Regions from separate parts of the Bombyx mori genome. Here region 2 is linked to region 1. The links are chromatin contacts, called in public Hi-C maps. All regions are on one chromosome and are shown on one strand. Each heading gives the region's core, a stretch centred on a gene start, on an enhancer-like site or on the middle of the called end of the contact. The rest is flanking DNA. Distances are from core to core; before and after follow the strand shown. Region 1 holds the start of VG (vitellogenin). Region 2 has its middle 24 kb from the start of LOC119631009.

The links. Hi-C and Micro-C count contacts between places; a contact is called where the count stands out from the background.
Region 2: a contact with region 1 is called in a Hi-C map of whole pupa, with 2.0 times the contacts expected there. The contact joins the enhancer-like site here to the promoter of VG in region 1. A contact is called at or near these places in 2 of 7 Hi-C or Micro-C datasets (both in whole pupa).

Annotation. Positions count from the first base shown.
Region 1 is chr27:7,844,470-7,847,941 of ASM3026992v2, forward strand. VG (vitellogenin) reads right to left here and starts at 1,301. Exons shown (of 7, transcript NM_001043844.1): 1 at 1,228-1,301. The coding sequence starts at 1,258. It overlaps LOC119631009 (zinc finger protein GLI2-like), which reads right to left. Exons shown (of 7, transcript XM_004923438.5): 7 at 3,320-3,472.
Region 2 is chr27:7,880,882-7,884,058 of ASM3026992v2, forward strand. No RefSeq gene overlaps it. Among protein-coding and RNA genes, the nearest start is that of LOC119631009, 24 kb to the left of the region's middle. Within about 2 kb of position 1,365, at least 2 of the 8 cell types and tissues checked have open chromatin away from gene starts, as enhancers often do.

The DNA.
Region 1 (3,472 bases), core at 51-2,550:
AGGTGTTGCATAGTAGTTACTGCACCTTTTCTTTCGTTAAAATTGGCAAATGTATGTGATTCGGTAGTAAGTAAATAATTTTTATCTTTTTCTTTGTGTGCCGCCAAATTTTGAAATCGTTAAATATATGCCGCAACAAAAAAAAGGTTCAGAATCACTGTCTTAGTGAATTAAAACACTATCTCAACATAAACGAAAACAAAGTACAAATATCTTATCTTATACCTTTAAACGAGCAATTCTTGTATATATATAATCTGAATCTCGGAAACGGCTCCAACGATTTTCATAAAATTTAGTATACATGGGATTTCGGGGGCGATAAATCGATCTAGCTACGATTTATTTTCAGAAAATGTTATTTTATTCGTTTTATCAATAATCAACTCTACCCGACATCTATTGGCGAATAATAATACTATTTTTCTTAATTGAGGGCAACTAACCGCTTTAAAGACACAACAAGATGGCGTTATCAAAAAAAAAACCGGGCAAAGCTCGGTCCTCATCTAGTAAAGGTTTAAATGAGTTAATTTTTTGTGGGCCGGCGACATAAAGAACAGTTAGGTAGGTAGCCTGCGTTCCCTAAAGACTATCTCAAGACAACTATTAGGCATTCTATTCGCCCTGCCTATTTCTGCCGTGAAGCAGTAATGCGTTTCGGTCTAAAGGGCAGGGCAGCCGTTGTAACTATACTGAGATCTTAGAATTTATATCTCAAGGTGGGTAGCGTGTTTACGTTGTAAATGTCTATGGGCTCCAGTAACCACTTAACACCAGGTGGGCTGTGAGCTCGTCCATTCATCTAAGCAATAAAACAATCTTTATTTACATTACACGCAAAATTTACATTACATGCATTTTGAATATAATTTCGCTCGCTTCTGATTTTGTATCAGTCAGTACTAAGAGTTTCCATTTAAATTTACCTCGAATATTATTTTAGATATAAATAAATCGCGTTAGCATCGTGAATTATTTAAATAATGCATTTGTGTTATACATAATATCTCAATTACTATAAAAATAAATAATTTATTTCCGTGCACGACTGCGTGGAAGCGATTATTACAAATATTTATATTGTATTGAACGCTTATTTGTTTATTGCGGTTCAAAAAAGAAATATTCTTGCATATTACAAATGAAAATACATCAAAAAAGCAATTGCAGTTGCACATTCGAAATAAAAAAACGCAGTGACTGTGTAATTAGGAATTATCTTACCTATAATTGCCGCCAAGACGAATAGCTTCATTGTACTAGCTCCGCTGTCAGTCTGCTGAGCTCCGAAGGGATCTGAACATCTCTGGCCAGGTCACCCCCTTTATATAGGGAGGGTACACGCGTCCCAGAACTGTGACCCTAGATAGTAAACACAGATAAAATACAATGTAACGAATCATTTTCTTATTCCTTTGTCTTTGTGGAGACTGAAATTTGAGGGAACTGGGGCGAGGAGTTAAATCAAGCGCGAATATTCGCTTTTAATAAAATAAAAATTAGAACGCGAAAGATCGCGTACCATCCGGCTATGGAATGAGCTCCCCTCCACGGTGTTTACCGAGCGCTATGACATGTCCTTCTTCAAACGAGGCTTGTGGAGAGTGTTAAGCGGTAGGCAGCGGCTTGGCTCTGCCCCTGGCATTGCTGAAGTCCATGGGCGACGGTAACCACTCACCATCAGGTGGGCCGTATGCCCGTCTGCCTACAAAGGCAATAAAAAAAATATCTGGAATTTCGAATTATAGGAATATGGACAAAATTGCTTTTTTTTTCCTACCTATGCTGATAGCCTTGAGAGGCTATTTCAGCTTCGCCCTAACGTGTAGGTTAGCTCACGGCGTTCAAACCGGAGTGTTGCTAACACTGGCCCTAGCAAGGGCAGTGCTTCGCAGAATCTACCACCGGATCGGAAACGCGACCCACCTAGAAGATCCGGCAAGAAACTCAGTGGGCTGTGTCTATGGGTTAATTCGCTCGTCGAGCCCTTCGTCGCAAGCGACGGGTTCGACGACAACGGTGACCGGTGCTTGTGGTACCTAAAAGCACTGTTAATGGATCGGGAGGAACCGTAATGACGTGTTTTGGGCGACGTCGACTGTTTACCATTCGGTCTACGGGATCGGGTATGTGATGTATCGTGATGTGGTGTATCGCTTACGATCCTAGAGCTGTATCGGGAATGTCGTAAGCCAATACGGTCCTGCCTAATTTTGCCACGTGACAACAATGCGTTCTTGTTAGTAAGCTGTGCTAGCGGTTTCACCAATATCATCAAGTCCTTATAAAAAATCAATTGATTACTAAAACAAAAATGTTATAAGTATATTCTTTGTGCACTATGTCTATACGAATCGTATTCACAAAACCTTTCTAATTCGTGATCTATTTATCATCTTTTCTATTAGAAATCGACAATCAATAATAACATTTTCGCTTCATTTTCCGTTTTAGTCGAAAGGTAATGTTGAAATTTTGCTTGTGGAAAACAGTAGGTACTATACGGATGGTACTCATGCAGTGGAGTCTTTCTCTGGTTTCAAGGGCAAAACTGGTAAAATTTTGTCAGAACAGTACCTTACTATCTGAAATCAGCTCTGAAATCCATTAATAACCGGTGGAATGTCAACCTATCTGTCAATATGTCTCAAGTATAGCTACAACGGCTGCCCGACCCTTCAAACCGAAACGCATTACTGCTTCACGGCAGAAATAGGCGAGGTGCTGATACCTACCCGCGCGGGTTCACAAGAGGTCCTACTACCAGTAATCTTGGAGATACGTAATGGTGGTTCAGGCTTTTAATTTGATTTATTTCAGTCAGTCAACCGCCTTGAATCTACGGTAACGGGAAATATATAACACGTAGGTTTCTGATAGTGTCGTTTAGATCAGTCTGACTTCATCAACAGTGTCCTTAGTGCGAGTTTTTTATCTTCTCGATCGCGTAAAAGTTAACCCAAATTTGTATAGAGTTGGAACAGCTTTCACTGGTGGTAGGACCTCTTGTGAGTCCGCGCGGGTAGGACCACCACCCCACCTATTTCTGCTGTGAAGCAGTAATGCGTTTCGGTTTGAAGGGTGGGGCAGCCGTTGTAACTATACTTGAGACCTTAGAACTTATATCTTAAGGTGGGTGGTGCGTTTACGTTGTAGATGTCTATAAGCTCCAGTAACCACTCAACATTAGGTGGGCTGTGAGATCGTACACCCACCTAAGCTATAGAAAAAAAGCCTTCCCTTCTTATGCCGCTAAACAAAAAAATCGAACAGCTGAATGAGAAGAATGAAACAAACAAAAGACAACAACAACAAATAAATAAGAAACAAAGTTTTATTTAAATTTAATTAAATTTATATCGAACGTTTCCGTCGAAAACACATTACTTACGAATAAACAAACGTGTCAAAACACATTATGAGCAAAAACAGAGATCTCAGTTTTATAATGGAAATTGTCTTAAAAACT
Region 2 (3,177 bases), core at 115-2,614, 36 kb after region 1:
AAAACTTAACTACTGTACTTTAAGGACTCATACAAGAAAAGCCGACTGAGTTTCTCGCCGATTTTTCTCAGTAGCTCTTGCAGGGGCAAATTTTAGCAAACTCTTTCAGACTGAGCCCCACCACCGATCAAATAAAAGCCAAGATAGTCCCTCGAGGCTAGGCTAGCAGATAGGTAGACAAAATAAATAATACAAAAAACAGAGCAGAAGAGAATATGCAATGAACAAATCTAAGTTTAATAGCATCGGTTATTATGCCTATATTTTGACTAACCGGCGAAAACCAGTATTAATTGTTACGCAAAAGCTGGATGGACGATAAAGCCGTTCATTATAAACAAGTCAGCTCTGGTACCACGGAGTACCATCCGTACAAAGTTGCAGAATAATCAAAATCAGATGTTTATATTTAAACGTTATCAATTCCTAGTTTATGTAATTAACCCGCTGACTGCGTTATGCGGCTTAAAAAGCCCCGTGCGCGATTGTCATCTGTGATCTTCTCAGTGGGTTTTCGATCCGGTGGTAGATTCTGCGAAGCACTGTTCTTGCTAGGGCTAACTATTAGCAATGTCCTCAGGTTAGAGCCCCGTGAGCTCACCTAGTCACTCGGTTACGCTGGCTATGTCCTCTAAGGCTATCAGCTTAGGTAGGAAAAAACCCGACTACATCCACATTTCTATGGGTATATTCGAAAACGGACTATTGTGATACCTATTAGGTGTCACGCGTCCGGCGTCCTGAGAGGAAGGGTGATGGGAGGGATATGCTCCGCACTAAGCACTTTGCTTTCACCCCTTTGCCTTTTCATGAGCCCTGTCTCATGCGAGATACGGAGGTGAGTTGTTGAGCGACAGGAGGTTTTTAGTCGACATGCCCCGCCCGTCATCCAGAGTGAAGGGCGGAAGTCTGACGATTTCCTCCTGACCAAAAAAAATTTGCCTCGAAAATACCTCATACGCACTAGTTTTTTTTTTATTGCTTAGACGGGTGGACGAGCTCACAGCCCACCTGGTGTTAAGTGGTTACTGGAGCCCATGGACATCTACAACGTAAATGCGCCACCCACCTTGCGATATAAGTTCTAAGATCTCAGTATAGTTACAACGGCTGCCCTACTCTTCAAACCGAAACGCATTACTGCTTCACAGCAAAAATAAGCAGAGTGGTGGTACCTACCCGCGCGGACTCACAAGAGGTCCTACCACCAGTAAAAATCCAATTGAAATCCCTCAACAACGGTCCCGCAGTCAACGTGTTAAAGCATAAATTCAAAACACTTACAATGTATTAAATAGTTCAATGCAATTAATCATTGCAATTTGTTTATTGTTGTTCGCATTATTCGTGCATCCAACTCGTTATCGGAGCAGAGTTAATTGACACATTCTATTTTATGTGTTTGTATGACGACCGGCATGTGTATTGCTACTACTGGCTTATTTAAAAAAGCTTGCATTTCCCGATCGAAAATTTGTTTTAGTACACTGAACAATGAGAAAGCCATGAACATTTAAAATCTGTAGAAGTTTTTTTTTTTCACAAATCATGCACGGTCATCCGAACCCAATTTAGGATTCCCTGTGTTAGGGTACCAGAGACTGACAAACATCAGATAACATCAGATTCAGTTTTGCATTATGTTTCATTATTTTTTTCGTAACAAAGTCATTGTAATTTCTTAATACCGCAATAATTATTGTGCAAATTAATTATACACCAAATTTATTTTGTAAGTACTCTATGTGTGTAGTATTGTAGGTATCTATATATTAATACGTGAAGCAAAAACTTTGTATCCCTTTTTATGAAAATTGCGCGGACGGAGGATTATGAAATTTTCCACACTTATAGAGAATATAGAGAAGAAGTGCACAAAGCTAATATTTTTTAAAAATAATGCATAAAAGATACATTAAATCAATAAAGAAAATATTACACACACTACATACCATGTATTTGACGCACACACGCATGCATACTATTTATTGTCACACTTTTGTTCTTGACGTCTGTGGTCAAATTGAGAATAGATTAAAATATATTGTGTTTTATTAACACTTTTTTATAATGTAGCCTTGGCAAAATTTGTGATTATAGAAGTATAAAATACAATCATAATAGTGTACAGACTTACAATTCCAATTAATTATAGTCGAATTTCGACTACTGCGGGACCTCTAGTATTAGTAGATTTAGGTAAAAAAACATGAAATAAAATTGAATAAAATATCTTTAGCGCCAACGAAACGTGAAATGTCAACTTTGACGTTTACCGCAACAATATGTACGGAAACTTAAAAAATATCCTTTAAATTGCAAATCGTAAATTTATCGCAATTTCAAAAATTGTAAAAAGATTAATCACTGTTAAAATTAAAATTTATAATGCTTTTCGTTTATTAGCTAACCGTGACGTCATTGCCGGGCCTGTCATAAAACTCATCGCCCAAATACTCGTGACATTCAGACGTTTCATCCTCAAAAAATGCACGTTCTATGAACAAATGCGACACTGACTCGTAGAAGAAGAAGAAGAAAAAAACATTTCTCACGTGCGTCAGATGACAGTGGAAATCATTGCCATGTGTTATAATCATTATTCATCTATACGGATTTAAAAAAATATAAACTAAAATAACCCACTAAAAATACTGTGAAACGCCGTAACTTTTCATTTGCCGAAGGAATGACAGTTTTTATGAAAAAAAAAAAAAAAAAAGTTCAACAGATCTTAACCCATTCGTAGACATGTGCGTAAGAGCAAAAAAAAAATGTTTTTTGTCAGAGTTCAGTAACCAGAGATTAAAAACACAGTTATTTTAGATATATATTTTTTTTGTCGGGCCTGTACTTGCTTTCGAGTTGAGTTATAATTAAGAGCCACATGTCAGTAAGATGCTAGTGATGAGGAAGGTTAGTCGAAAAAAATATCGATAATTTCATATTGTTATTTTTTTTTTTTATAACTGAAATAAAAGAACTTTTTATGGTGTACTATGTAGGAATACGACAAATGGAAAATGTTCCACCGAGCGGGTGATATTGCTCGGTAGACCGACGGTCCAATATTTATTTATATGCGGTATATAGCTATATGCAAGCTTATTTTGAAAATGTCATTTTTTTTTCCACAGGAGAAAATCGCCGGATCCCCACCCGCGCGGCAGGTGGGGT